Linked DNA regions of Oryctolagus cuniculus: region 2 is linked to region 1. The links are chromatin contacts, called in public Micro-C maps. All regions are on one chromosome and are shown on one strand. The core of a region is the stretch at or near the end of the contact, and the rest is flanking DNA. Distances in the headings are between cores, read along the strand shown.

Region 1 (6,346 bases), core at 2,713-5,212:
AGCTGTGGGGCTGTGACCTGCTCTGTGGGGCAGATGAGTGGCCCACCATGGAGGGGGGCCTCCGGCCAACAAACATGTGGGTGACCCTGGGATCCTCCCCAGGGCAACCCTGAAAAGACTGTGGCCCCAGCAGGCAGCCGGCTGCCAGGCTGGTGAGGGGCCCTGAGCCAGCGCCCCCAGCTCGGCTGTGTCGGGTTCCTGACGCACAGAAATCACGGGGTGGTAGACGCTCGTTGGTTTGAGGCTAAGCTCGGGGTCGTTGGCTGCCCAGCCGCAGACAATGAGTGCAGCTTTGATGGATGGCCCCAGCCTCACCTAGCCTGGCCCCAGGCGAGCTTAGCTCTGCTCTAGGCTCGCATGTTGGGCTTCCGTTCGAACCCTGGTCAGCCAGGGGCTCAGAGTGGGGGCCACTGAGCGGATGAGGCTTTGAGGAGCCACACCCCCAGCGCCTGCTGCTTTTGGGAAAGGCAACCTGGCTTCTGCAGGACCACGGGCGGCGCTGTGCGTGGTGGTTAAGCGTGGGGTGAGTCGTGGGTTCACGGCCACCACCTGTCACCTGCGTGAGCTTTAGCAGAGGCGCAGGACCCCCACCCCCACCCCCACCCCGGGGGTCCTCTGGAAGCAGAGAGGGAGCCATACAGTGCACAGTTTGATTGGCACCAGCCAGAGAGCCCCTGAGAAGACGAACCAGAGGACTGTGTGGGCGCTCAGCCGGGGCACCAGCAGGCTTGACCGTGAACGTGTTGGGACACTTGGCCTCACCGGCTCCACCCAGCCACTGTTGGTGTGAAGACCATTCTGGTGCCTGGACTCTGGGGCTATCAGCAGGTGTACCCGCTCTTCAAGGATGAGGGGTCCCAGCTGTGTAATCACTGAGGGTTCCTTTGGAGACTCCCAACATCCTGCATGGAACCCCCAAATTCTGCCTGGAATCCTAATATCCCACCTGGAACCCCAACATCTGGTTTGGAACCCCAACATCCTGCCTCAAACCCTAAAATCCTGCCTGGAACCCTTGTATCCCTCCTGGAACCCAACATCTTGCCTGAGGGGAACAAATCTTACTTGGAATGGTACCCTCCTGCTTGAACCCCAACATCCCACCCGGAGCCCTGACATCCTGCCGGGCTGGGCCCCCTCTGCCCGGGCCCCAGGGCCTGTTTCCCGCGAGGGTGTTTATTTCTCGCCGTGGGAAGCGATGATTGAATTCCTGCCTGGGCTGTCGTTCAGCCCGAGTTTGTGCTGAAGGGAAACTTATTTCAGCAACCAGCAATTTCCATAGAGATAAAAAAGGGGAAAAAAGCCAGAGAGACGGGAAACAGCCTGGCCCAGCGTCTTCAAAAGCGTGCACTCGGAGCCTGTTTCTTGAAGATGGATGGCTCCTTAGGCCGCTGAGCGCTTTTTCTTGACTTGTCAACGTTTTATCCCCCTACAAACATGTCTACTATAAATTATTCATCTCCCGGTTAGTGGTTAAGAACACACACACACAGCATGCCTGGAGCTGAGGCTCTGCTTGGTCTTCTCTCTGCTTCTCGGGGCTGACTTGTTTCTCCCTCCCCACAACTGGGAAAGCAGAGGTTCAAGGCCGGGACCTAAAGGAGACAGCGGCGCTGAGCCCAGAGCGAGCCAGGCAGGGGCTGGGGACAGTCACTCACAGCCTTGGGGCGGGACAGGGGGTTATCAAATACATGGTAATGCAGGAAGTAGGGGTGTGTGTGTGTGTGTGTGTGTGTGTGAGAGAGAGAGAGAGAGAGAGAGAGAGAGAGAGAGAGAGAGAAATAGATCCCTCTTGGAACACCACGATTTTCTCAATAAACTGAGAAGAGACTTGATTCTGTTCTAGGCCCAGCCGTGGAACCCCAAGTCAGAGCCCACTCCTGGAGATCATCTAAGCCTCTCTCCGCTCAGCTGGTTCTACCCTCCCCAGGCTGGGGTCCCACCCAGAGACAGGCCAGGCGCCTGGCGTCTCAGTCCTAGCCTCTCTCTGCCAGCTCTGCACCTGGAGCGCCAGGGTGGGTGGGACGAGGCGGCTGAGCTTGGGGCCTGGGTCGGTTTGCAGTGACAGTGGAATGAAGAGCCACACACCAGAGACCGCACCCCCAGAAGGCTGAGGTCAGCTGGGAGCTGGTGGCGCCCCCCAGGGTGGGACGAGCAGCCCTCCTTGCTTCTGTCCACTCCCCGTGGTGGCTGCCTGTCCCTGGCCTCAGCCGCCCTCTCCCTCTCCACCCCATGGTCACACGGTGTTCTCCCTGTGTGGCTCTGTTTCCATGCCAAGTCTCTCTTCTAGGAACCCCAGCCTGCTGGTCATAGGGCCTGGCTGCTTCCGTACGGCTCTGTCACTAAAGGTATCTGCGATGGGCCCACTTCCAAGTGAGGTACCACAGTGAGGACTTCAAGGTGCCCTTTTGGGGAGCGCAATGCCACCATCCAGGGGCCATAGAGAGAAGACCCCCAGCCAGCAGGCTCCAGAGCCCACCTCCCCGACTTGCACTTTGCGGTCCTGCCTGGCCTGGGAGCTGAACCCTGGATGTGTAGCTGCCAGATTCTGTGTGTGTCTAGAAACCTGTCCCTTTCATACCCAAATAAGGGGAGGTGAGGGGAACAGGGCTGACATGGGACTCACCCAACCCATAGGGGGCGGCGTGGTCCCCGGGGGGAGCAGCTGCCTTGGACTTGTGCCGTGGCCTGGTCTTGGGGCAGAGCTGTCCACCTGCCATTGGGGGCAGCTTTGGTCTCTGCTACCTCCTCCCTTCTGTGACTCCGCCTGACTCCCTCTTTCTCCCCTCGTCTCCCGTATCCTACCCAGGTCCTGGGGGCTCTGCCAGGGTAGCATTTTGGGTGGGCTCTCGTGGGGCCTCTGAGCTCCCCGGTCACGCTGGGAACTGGCTGGTGCCAGGCCAGCAGCCCCCGTGCTGGACTCCTGCTGGGGGAGGCCGACCTTGCAGGGAGGGGGGAACGGGACTGCTGCTGCCTGGACTTGCGCGTGGGGTTATTCCCCCACCCCAAACTCGGCCAGAGGAGTTATGGTTTTAGTCCCAAATATCTGTATTGGAAATGCATGCAGAGGGAGCGCCATGGCCCAGGGCGTGGCTTTCGGAGGAGACTCCTAGCTGTGGGGTCTGCCAACCCCAGTGGGCGTCCATGCTTTGTCACGGCTGCACCGGCCCCAGCCTCTCCCCTAGTGCCCACTATCGTCCTGCAGCCCCACTGTGGCTACGTGGAGGCCACCACGTGGAGGGGTCCACTACCCAGAGAGCAGACCAAAGAGGCCCAGTCCTGATGGCCCCTGGCTAGCCCCGCAGGGTGTGGTGGTTAACTTTCCATCACTCACCTCCTGTTCAACTTCAGTTTCCTTGTAAGTCAGTCCAAGCAGCTCTGAGCTGGAGAGCCCAGGCCACCTCTCAGCGTGGGAGGGAGGCGGTTTGCAGTAGCCGAGGGAGGGGACAGGAGATGAGTCTCTGGCTTGTGACAGTTGGAAAGGAAGGAAATAGCACAAAACACCCTTACAAACCATATCTTACCTAATCCTTGAGGTAGTTATTGGAGTGCCCATTGCACAGATGGGGATACTGAGGCTCAGAGAGATCACGTGGCCTGCCTGGGTCACCTGCCTAGTGAGTGGCAGAGCTGAACAGACCCGTTTTCTGAACGGAGGGGTCTCTCCTTCAGGGAGGCGGTCGCCAAGGCTCTGATCCCACAGTGGTGACTTCGGCCTGGCCCGAACAATCTTTGGGGGGAAGTGCGGTTCCTTCCCAGGGCTGGGGGTCTGAGTAGAAGCCTCTGGAGCCGAGAGCTGCCTCTCTCGGGCTGTCTGGGGAACTGCGCTGTGACACACCTGGGCGTGGGCTGGGCCCTCGATGAGGGAAAAAGACACAGACAGGATGGGAGCGAGGGGCACCCTCCTGGGAGCCTCCCTGGGATTTCTATTCATTTCAAGTCAAGGCCGGCTCGGCAGGAGCCGCGGAAGCCAAGCCGGCCTGGAATCTAGGTTGCTGTAGAGAAAAGCAGGCGCCGCGGATCCCCGGAAGTCAGCTCCTGCAGGTTCCCCTCCTGCTGTCTGCGGGCCGGGCCATTCCCGTCCTTAAGACTCAGTTCCTGCTGGCACTGCGGCTCACTAGGCTAATCCTCCGCCTTGTGGCACTGGCACACCAGGTTCTAGTCCCGGTCGGGGCGCCGGATTCTGTCCCGGTTGCCCCTCTTCCAGGCCAGCTCTCTGCTGTGGCCCGGGAGTGCAGTGGAGGATGGCCCAAGTGCTTGGGCCCTGCACCCCATGGGAGACCAGGAAAAGCACCTGGCTCCTGGCTTCGGATCAACACAGTGTGCCGGCCGCAGCGCGCCGGCTGCGGGGGCCATTGGAGGGTGAACCAACGGCAAAAGGAAGACCTTTCTCTCTGTCTCTCTCTCTCACTGTCCACTCTGCCTGTCAAAAAAAAAAAAAAAAAAAAAAAAAAAAGACTCAGTTCCTTGACGTCCTATTGGGACGTGCCTCGGCCACTCGCCATCTGGGTTAGTGCTTGGACTGCTGTGGGGTTAGTATGTAATTCGCGTATACAACGTACTGGGTTCAACGTGGCCTGCACAGCTCGGTGGTTTCTGGCGAGTTCACAGAGCAGTGCGTCCCCCACCACGGTCGATCTCATCCCATCGTCCTGGGGAGCAGAGCTCGTGCACAGTGGCACCGGGGACGAGGTGGGGGACAGGGCTGTCTCTGGCTCTGTCTTTTCCCGATCTCTTAAGCTGTTGGCTTCTTTTGGAAATGCACCCAGTAGGTTAGGCTCCACGTGCAGCAGAACTGGAGGACTCGCCCCTGTTTATAAAGTGCCCCAGGCTGTTCTAGCTTGCACGGGCGGATCCAGTTGATTGCAGTCGGGGTGGGGTGGGGGTGGAGATGTTTGAGGCTGGACTTGAAGGTCGGCTTCGACCCAGGAGGGCTGTGCTTGCGGTGTCTCCCCTGCTCTGCAGCCCATCTCTGGGTTAGCTTGACACTCATTGACTGAAGCCAGAATTTTCCCTTCCTTCCTTCCTTCCTTCCTTCCTTCCTTCCTTCCTTCCTTCCTTCCTTCCTTCCTTCCTTCCTTTTTCTTTTTTTTTTTTTTTTGACACGCAGAGTGGATAATGAGAGAGAGAGAGACAGAGAGAAAGGTCTTCCTTTTGCTGTTGGTTCACCCTCCAATGGCCGCCGCAGCCAGCGCGCTGCGGCCGGCACACCGCGTTGATCCAAAGCCAGGAGCCAGGTGCTTCTCCCGGTCTCCCATGGGGTGCAGGGCCCAAGCACTTGGGCCATCCTCCACTGCCTTCCCGGGCCACAGCAGAGAACTGGCCTGGAAAAGGGGCAACCGGGACAGAATCTGGTGCCCCAACCCGGACTAGAACCCGGTGTGCCGGCGCCGCTAGGTGGAGGATTAGCTTATTGAGCCACGGTGCCGGCCTGAAGCCAGAATTTTCAAGAATGCCCTTGGACTTGAGCTTCCCTCTCTTCTGTTCAAGCAAAGTCTGTTCTCTGCCCTCTCTCTCGCTCTCTCTCTCTTTTTAAAGATTTATTTATTTACTTGAAGAGGCAGAGAGAGAGGTGTCTTCTATCCACTGGTTCACTCCCCCAGATGACCACCATGGCTGGAGCTGCGCTGATCCAAAGCCAGGAGCCAGGAGCTTCTTCTGGGTCTCCTAGATGGGTGCAAGGGCCCAAGAACTTAGGCCCATCTTCTACTGCTTTCCCAGGCCACAGCAGAGAGCTGGATGGGAAGTGGAGCAGCCGGGACTAGAACCGGCACCCATTTGGGATGCCGGCACTGCACGCCACGGCTTTACCCACTACGCCACTCGCTGGCCCCTGCGCTCTCTTTTCTTACGTGCTGCCTTTCCCTAGGTACACTCTCCAAGCTGCCACTCTGGACACTGGTGGTGGCAGGCTCCAGTTTTGCCTTTCCCAAGAAAGCTCTGGCCAGCAGGTGAGCTGGGTGGGCTCCGTCCAGTGTTCGTGAGCACACCCAGCGTCCTTGGCGGTGATGCCTGGCATGGAGCCCCTGTCCTGTGGGTAGAGGCTGGCAGGAAGGTAGCTCCGAGCTCTTGGCCACACCCACGGGGAATGCAGGCTCCCCAGTTGGAGCTGGAGGGGGAGGAGAACGCCAGGGACTGAGCAAGCCTGGCTGGCAGGTGCGGAGAGAGGGAGCCGGCGCGTGGCTCCGTGAGGCTGAGCCTGAGCTTTGACCGCCTGCAGGAAGCTTTATGGCGTGCTTGACGTTTCTGTGTGTTTATTAGTTATTTCAGGAAGCCAGCGGTAAGACTGTTTTGAATCTACGAGTTTTCTTTCTTCTTCTTTTTTTTAATTTGACAGGTAGAGTTA
Region 2 (6,143 bases), core at 3,634-6,133, 110 kb after region 1:
GAGCTCAAGGGAGATGACCCTGAATTTTCCTGGCTGGGGATACAGAAAGGACCGGTCAGTGGGGGGCAAGGGCAGAGCCTCAAGGCAGAGAGAACCCAGGGCCAAACTTCAGTGGGCATGGGGGTGGGGGAGTAGGGGGAACGCTTGCTAAACATCAGCTTCCCAGGGACCAACCCAGACATTCCCAACTGAGGTTCCCGACTCCAGCCCAGACACTTAAAACAGGATCTCTGGCAGGGGCCTGGGAACCTGCATTCTAAGAATTCCCCAAATGCTTCCCAGGCTTTCGCGTTGGGGCACAGGAGAACCTCGAGCTAAGGGTGCCGCTCCCCAGGTGCCTGGGCAGGTGCACGTGGGGTCACTCACAGGGCTGGGGCTGCTGGGGTGGGGCAGCTCAGGGTGAGACCCAGCAGCCAAGCCCGGCGCGGAGGAGGCCAGTTATGGGCGGGTGCCCGGCGCGTGCGCCTGTGTTCCTGGTTCATTGCTGTCATCTCGTCGACTGTTCTAGCATTTGACGGCATTAAAGCCTGAACCAGGAAATGAAAGTCCCAGAGAAGGCTCAGGTGTTTCCCACCTAGGACGGGCGATGCTGGGCCAATAGCTCGTTTTCGCTGCTGGGTGGGTTGGAGATCTGAGGACAGAAGCAGGCAGGTGGAAATATCTCCGCCTGGAAGCTCTGCCTCACTGGCGAGACGTCCAGCGTGCAGGAAAAGCATCGCGTTCACAGGCACTGCCCTTCAACTGGAGGCAAAGCCTGGGGCGGCGATAACAGTGACGTCACATCTCTTGTCACCCACCGGTTCTTTATTGCCAGTTACTAGGCCGTTCATTTTCCCCTGGCCTCAGACACTGCAGCGGGCCCAGGCGCCCCATTGTGACTCCGCCGTCATCGTCCGGTTCGCCTTCGAGGCTGTCTGTTCGTTGAGGATCCCTGTCTTCATCGGTGGGGAGAACGTTGATGCAGGAAACAGTGACAACCACGTGAAGCTGAACCTCACGGCCAAGTCACCGATCAAGTCAGGAGACCCCAGGTGGGCACTCGCCAAACAGCTCCAGAGTGCGTGGACGGCGCCGGTCGGAGCTGCCGACCGCGAACGCACTGCGCTAGGGGCTCCGAAACAGGGAAACTCCAGGGCTGTGGCCGTGTGTCGGGAGCAAGGGAACCGCCCTCGGGGGAACCCCGTTAGGGCACACGGCTCTCGCATGCGTGCAGGAGCCTGACGTTCACGGACAGCTGGCTCCGCTCCTGGGTTCGCCGAAGATGTCGACCCAGAGCTAACGTCTCCGGCTTGGAGGACCTGCTGCTAGCTGCTCTTATCCCAAATCCGGCAGAGGATTTGCGCTGGGTATAGGAGATTTTCACACGAACCCAAATTTCATGTCGATTTGTGATGGATTAGCATTCCAAAATTGCTTCAAGTGCACTTAATGGACGCATTACTGTGGAAGGGATCTGCCTAACCAGGGTATTTCTGAATTTATGAAATTGAAATGCACTTTAAGCTACTAAGCAGTCTAAATTTGTCAGAGTCCCAGGGTGGGGAGCAGGGTGGCGCTGGCGGCAGAGATGGTGGTAACGCCGCCCACGGCCTCGCTGCGCCCAGAGGCAGCGCCTTCCAGCGGCAGAAGCAGAACCTGGATTTGGTGCACGGAGCACTCCACGCACAAATGAAGTGCAGAGAGGACTTGGCCCGGCTCACCCTGTCCCCTGCTCCTCTGCACCTTCTGGTGGGCTCGCCCACCACCCACAGGGGTTCGTCTGCACACTGGTGGCCTAGGAGCGGCCTGTGGTCATCGCTAAGCATTTAGTTTCTGAGCCTCAGTCTGCTGGCCTGGAAAATGGGGCCGTGTGGTTCTGGCCAGAGGACACGGTGGCAGTGAGATGATGTACACGGGGGTGTGCTCTGCAGGGTGCCTGTCACACAGTGGGACTTTGTAGGTCCCCTTCCTTGTCACTTAGTGGCTCCAACGTTCAGACCTGTGTGCGGGTCATAGCAGGTGCTCAGAGAATGTCTGAGGAATGAATGGGTAAATGAGTGTGGGCCGAAGGGTCAAGGCAGCCCCCTCTTCTAGTCTTCCGATACCCTTGACTTGTCTTCTGTAGAATCTTAATTCCAAGCATATTTGTTCACTGATTCAATTAATCAGTTGGCAAACATTATGTGATTATTATGTGCAAAATGCCTTTTTTTTTAAAAAAAAAGATTTATTTGAAAGGCATAGTTACAGAGAGGTGGGGAGAGAGACAGAGAGAGGTCTATATGCTGGCTGCTACGGCCAGGGCTGGGCCAGGCCGAAGCCAGGAGCTTCTTCTGGATCTCCCACGCAAGAGCAGTGGCCCGAGCACTTGCGCCATCCTGTAGCAGAGAGCTGGATCGTTAGTGGAGCAGCCGGGAATCAAACTGGCGCCCATGTGGGATACCGGCACTGCAGGCGGCTTCACCCGCTACACCACGGTGCTGGGCCTTGAGTAAGATTACTACTAGTAGTATTTTTGTGTTCTTATTATGACCCAAGGACTGTGCTCCGTGTTGTTCAAAACTGTTGTCATCAACCTTCCGAGCAGCCCACTGAGGCCCCGTATCTATCATCGGCTGCCACAGGTGTGCTGTGGCCACGACCCCAGCGTGCAGTGGCTCACAACCACAAGCCTCTCCTTGTCACCGCTGCTGATGCGCCTGCAGGTCGGCAGCAGCGGCTCCAAGTCCAGGAGCGCAGGTCCACGCCATGCGTGTGCCGTTGGAGCCAAGCTAAGGTGGCAGCGGCTCCTCGGGGCACGTTTTTGTCACCGGAGCAGAGGCAGACAAGCCCGGTGCTGCGGGTGCGTGTCACGCCTCTGCCCCGGCTACCGTTCCTAATGCCTGTGTGCAGGGTGGAGCGGTGGGAGAAGCCCGCCAGGAGGCTGTGCAGGAGTGTGGTTGTGTGATGCGCCCAGGGGAGAAGGAAGAAGTCTGTTCACCAGGGCGGCGCCATGAGGAGCCTCCAACTGAGGCACAGAAGTGTTTTGCCTGAGGTCACTCTGCTCCCAGGTGGTTGAACTCAGGGGATTCAACTCCACACACACGAGGAGGAACCATTGGTTTTCCTGAATTACTACATTGCCCACCACGAGTTGAAAACACCGTGTCGGCACCTGTCTCTTGGCTTCTCTTGTGGCTTCACCTCCGTATGTCTGTCCGTCTGCCCGTTCACACACGTCCAGTGTCCGGGTGCTCACTCAGCTCTCCTGAATATCAGGCCCACGTGTGACGCCTGGGTAATTGTTTAGAAATTCACTTTCAGGGGGCAAATTACACATGTGGGAAGGCCGTTAGAAAGTCCCTTGGGGAGGCAGCATCGTGGGCATCGGGTAAAGCCGCCACCTGCAGTGCCAGCATCCCGTATGGGTGCCGATTTGGTGCCTGGCTGCTCCACTTCTGATCTAGCTCTCTGCCATGGCCTGGGAAAGCATTGGAGGATGGCCCAAGTCCTTGGGCCCCTGCACCCGTGTGGGAGACCTGGAAGAAGCTCCTGGCTCCTGGTTTGGGACTGGACCAACTCCAGCTCCAGCCATTGCAGCCATTTGGGGAGTGAAGCAGAGGATGGAAGACCTCTGTTGCTCCCTAGCTCTCTATAACTCTGCCTTTCAAATAAAAATAAATAAATCTTTTTTTTTTTTAAAGGACAGTCCCTCGTGGAATTTGCATCAAAGCGGCACCGTGATTTTAATGAAAGCACTTTGCTCTGGTCAGCTGCGGTCCCGGGTGTCCGCACCGGGAGGTGATCTGAGAGGGCGGGGTGCCACTTTGGTGCCGGTCTGGGGGAAGGAGAGGAAGTGGGGAGCGCCTGTGGCCGTAGGACGGGGTTCCTCCTCGCTGTGGCCGCAGACCCTTCCCCGTGTTTGTTTAAACCCCTGCACACCCGGCCGGACAGCTGCCTCGCCCAGGGCCTTCCTCCCAGACGCGTGTATAGGCGAGCCTCTTTGCCAGCTGTGTCTGCTCTGTGTCTCTGTGCAATTACTCCAGTATATAAACCGCACTGAAAGGCAGGCTTTTCTTGGGAGCTCATAAATAAGCCCCAAGCCACAACGTGGGTAAGACCTTGAAAAATGGCATCAGCATCTATTGGGAATTGTGAACCCTGCAAAAAGCAGCTCATTGTATTTCCAGAAGCAGGTTTTTGTTTAAAAAAATATAATAAAGAACAAAACCCACCAAGTGGAGTCTACATGGAAAAAGCAATCTGGGCTGCGATTCCAAGGCTGGTCTCGCTGCTGCCTTCGCCTCTCGCCGCAGGTTTTCTGTGAGCGGCATTCTTCCCAGGGAGACAAGGGTGGGTTTCAGAGAACACCCCTCGCGTGCCAATTCCCATCTGCAGTTATAATCCTCCGATTGTGACCTCTGCGATAGTTGCCATGGATGCTGAGCTGAAGTTGAGGGCCTCGGGGTGGCTTCTCGGGGCAGGGGAAGCCTCAAGCCCCGCAAAAGGAAAAGCGAAGAGGCAGCGCGTTCACACAGGCGTGCGCGCGTTCACAGGGGCGTGCGCCCACTCCATACTTTAGGAAGTGCTTCCCGCTCCACTCCCGGGAGCTTTGAGGAAGAGGCTGTGGGACTCTGGCTATGGGATCCTGGGCAAAGGATGGCAGATTCTTGGCTTGTGCCTCGGACCCCACTTTCCTGGAAGCCAGGGCCTGGCGCTCCAAGCGCCCCCCCCCCGAGTGAGTCCCCCTGGAACAGGAGGTGTTTTTTTTTTTTTAACTGATGGCGACTTCAGTCCAGAATCCGGAGTGTCGGGCCTTGGCCGTCAGGGGCGGGGGTGTGGGCTGGCGGGGGGTATTGGCTTGAGCAGCCGCCTCCTGGCCACTACAGCGGGCAGTGGAGCTTGGGGTCCCGCAGGAGCAAACGCGCTGGGCCCAGGAGCCAGGCCAGCCTTCGCAGGACGCAAAAGCACAACAGGGGGCGCCCAACCCACCGCGCCGGGGCCTTGAATATCGATGCATGGGGCTGCAGACCGCCAAGTTCCTTATAGATGCCCCCGGCGGGCGGCCCCCGCCAGACCCCGGGGGTTCCGCTTGGCCTCTTCGCGGTCACCGCATCCCACCGCCGGGACTCCTCGGAAGGGGAGGGGCGGGGGCCTCGCCTCGCGTTCCAGGCGCGGGCCGATGCGTGGCCGCGCTACACCGGCGGGGGCGGGTTCTGCTCGGACGCTGCATTCGCCGCCAGCACGTCACTCCCAAACTTTTCCAGGCTGCGCTCGGGGAGCAGGTTGACGCGCCTTGGATGCGGGGCTCCAGGCGCGGGGCTGGGCGCGCTCCCGCGGAGCCGGAGCCGCAGAGGCTGGCGGGCTGGACTCGGGCTTGCCAGGTATGCGTCGGGGGCCAGGTGCGGGGGTGCGGGCGGCGACCAGCCGCCGTGTGGGTCTGGCTTCGGGCTCGCGGCCCCGGGGCCCCTCTAGTTCCCGCGGAGCAGTGCGGGTGGCGGCCGGCGCCAGGCGTTAGGAGTCCGGGCCGGCGGAGGCTGCGCGCAGCCTCGCTCCCCGCTGCGCTCCCGGCGCGGTCGCGGCGGCGGCGGCGGCGGCGGCGGCGGCGGCCCAGGCAGACAATGAACTTGCGAGCGCGCCGAGCCCAGGCAGGTTTGGGCCCCGCGCCCCGCCGCCCGGCCTCCCCGAGGCTCCCGCCGCCCCCAGCGGCAGGCGTCCCCTCGCGGCGGGTCCTGGCCGCGCTCCGGGCGCCTAGCGCGCTTGGGGACCTGGCTGGAAAGGCTGCCCGGCGGCGTCGCCGGGGCTCACACGCCCCCTCCCAAGCCGGAGAGATTGCGGCCGGAGCTGGGGAAAGCGGGCCGGGCGGTGGCGCGGTGGCGCGGTGGCGTTGTGGACGGCTTGGAGGCTGGCGAGACGCACGCCGCGGGCACGCACCGGCCCGCTGTCCTGCACAACGGCCCGGGGGCTCGCAGTCAGGCGCCCGCGCGCCGCCCAGTCCCGGGAGCTGCGAGCGGGGACCTGCAAACGCCGCTGCTTTCACGGTGGGGGCGTGCGTTGGGCCGTGGGGCGAGACACTGGGATTCGCCCTAGTCGCGCGCCCCGCACCCCCACGCACTTCGGGGAAGTTTCCAGGCCTGGCCCGGGGCAGGTAGGGGGGCATCTGCCACTCTGTCCCTGGGCGCGGG

The links. Hi-C and Micro-C count contacts between places; a contact is called where the count stands out from the background.
Region 2: a Micro-C map of ear pinna shows a contact between it and region 1, with 2.7 times the contacts expected there. The contact joins the promoter of CHST15 here to the enhancer-like site in region 1. A contact is called at or near these places in 2 of 6 Hi-C or Micro-C datasets (ear pinna and an unstated tissue).

The regions. Positions count from the first base shown.
Region 1 is chr15:7,103,574-7,109,919 of mOryCun1.1, forward strand. No RefSeq gene overlaps it. Among named protein-coding and RNA genes, the nearest start is that of CHST15, 110 kb to the right of the region's middle. Within about 2 kb of position 3,963, at least 1 of the 8 cell types and tissues checked has an H3K27ac peak or open chromatin away from gene starts, as enhancers often do. A contact at or near this core is called in ear pinna, where this site is marked.
Region 2 is chr15:7,211,603-7,217,745 of mOryCun1.1, forward strand. CHST15 (carbohydrate sulfotransferase 15) reads left to right here and starts at 4,884. Exons shown (of 9, transcript XM_017338088.3): 1 at 4,884-5,342.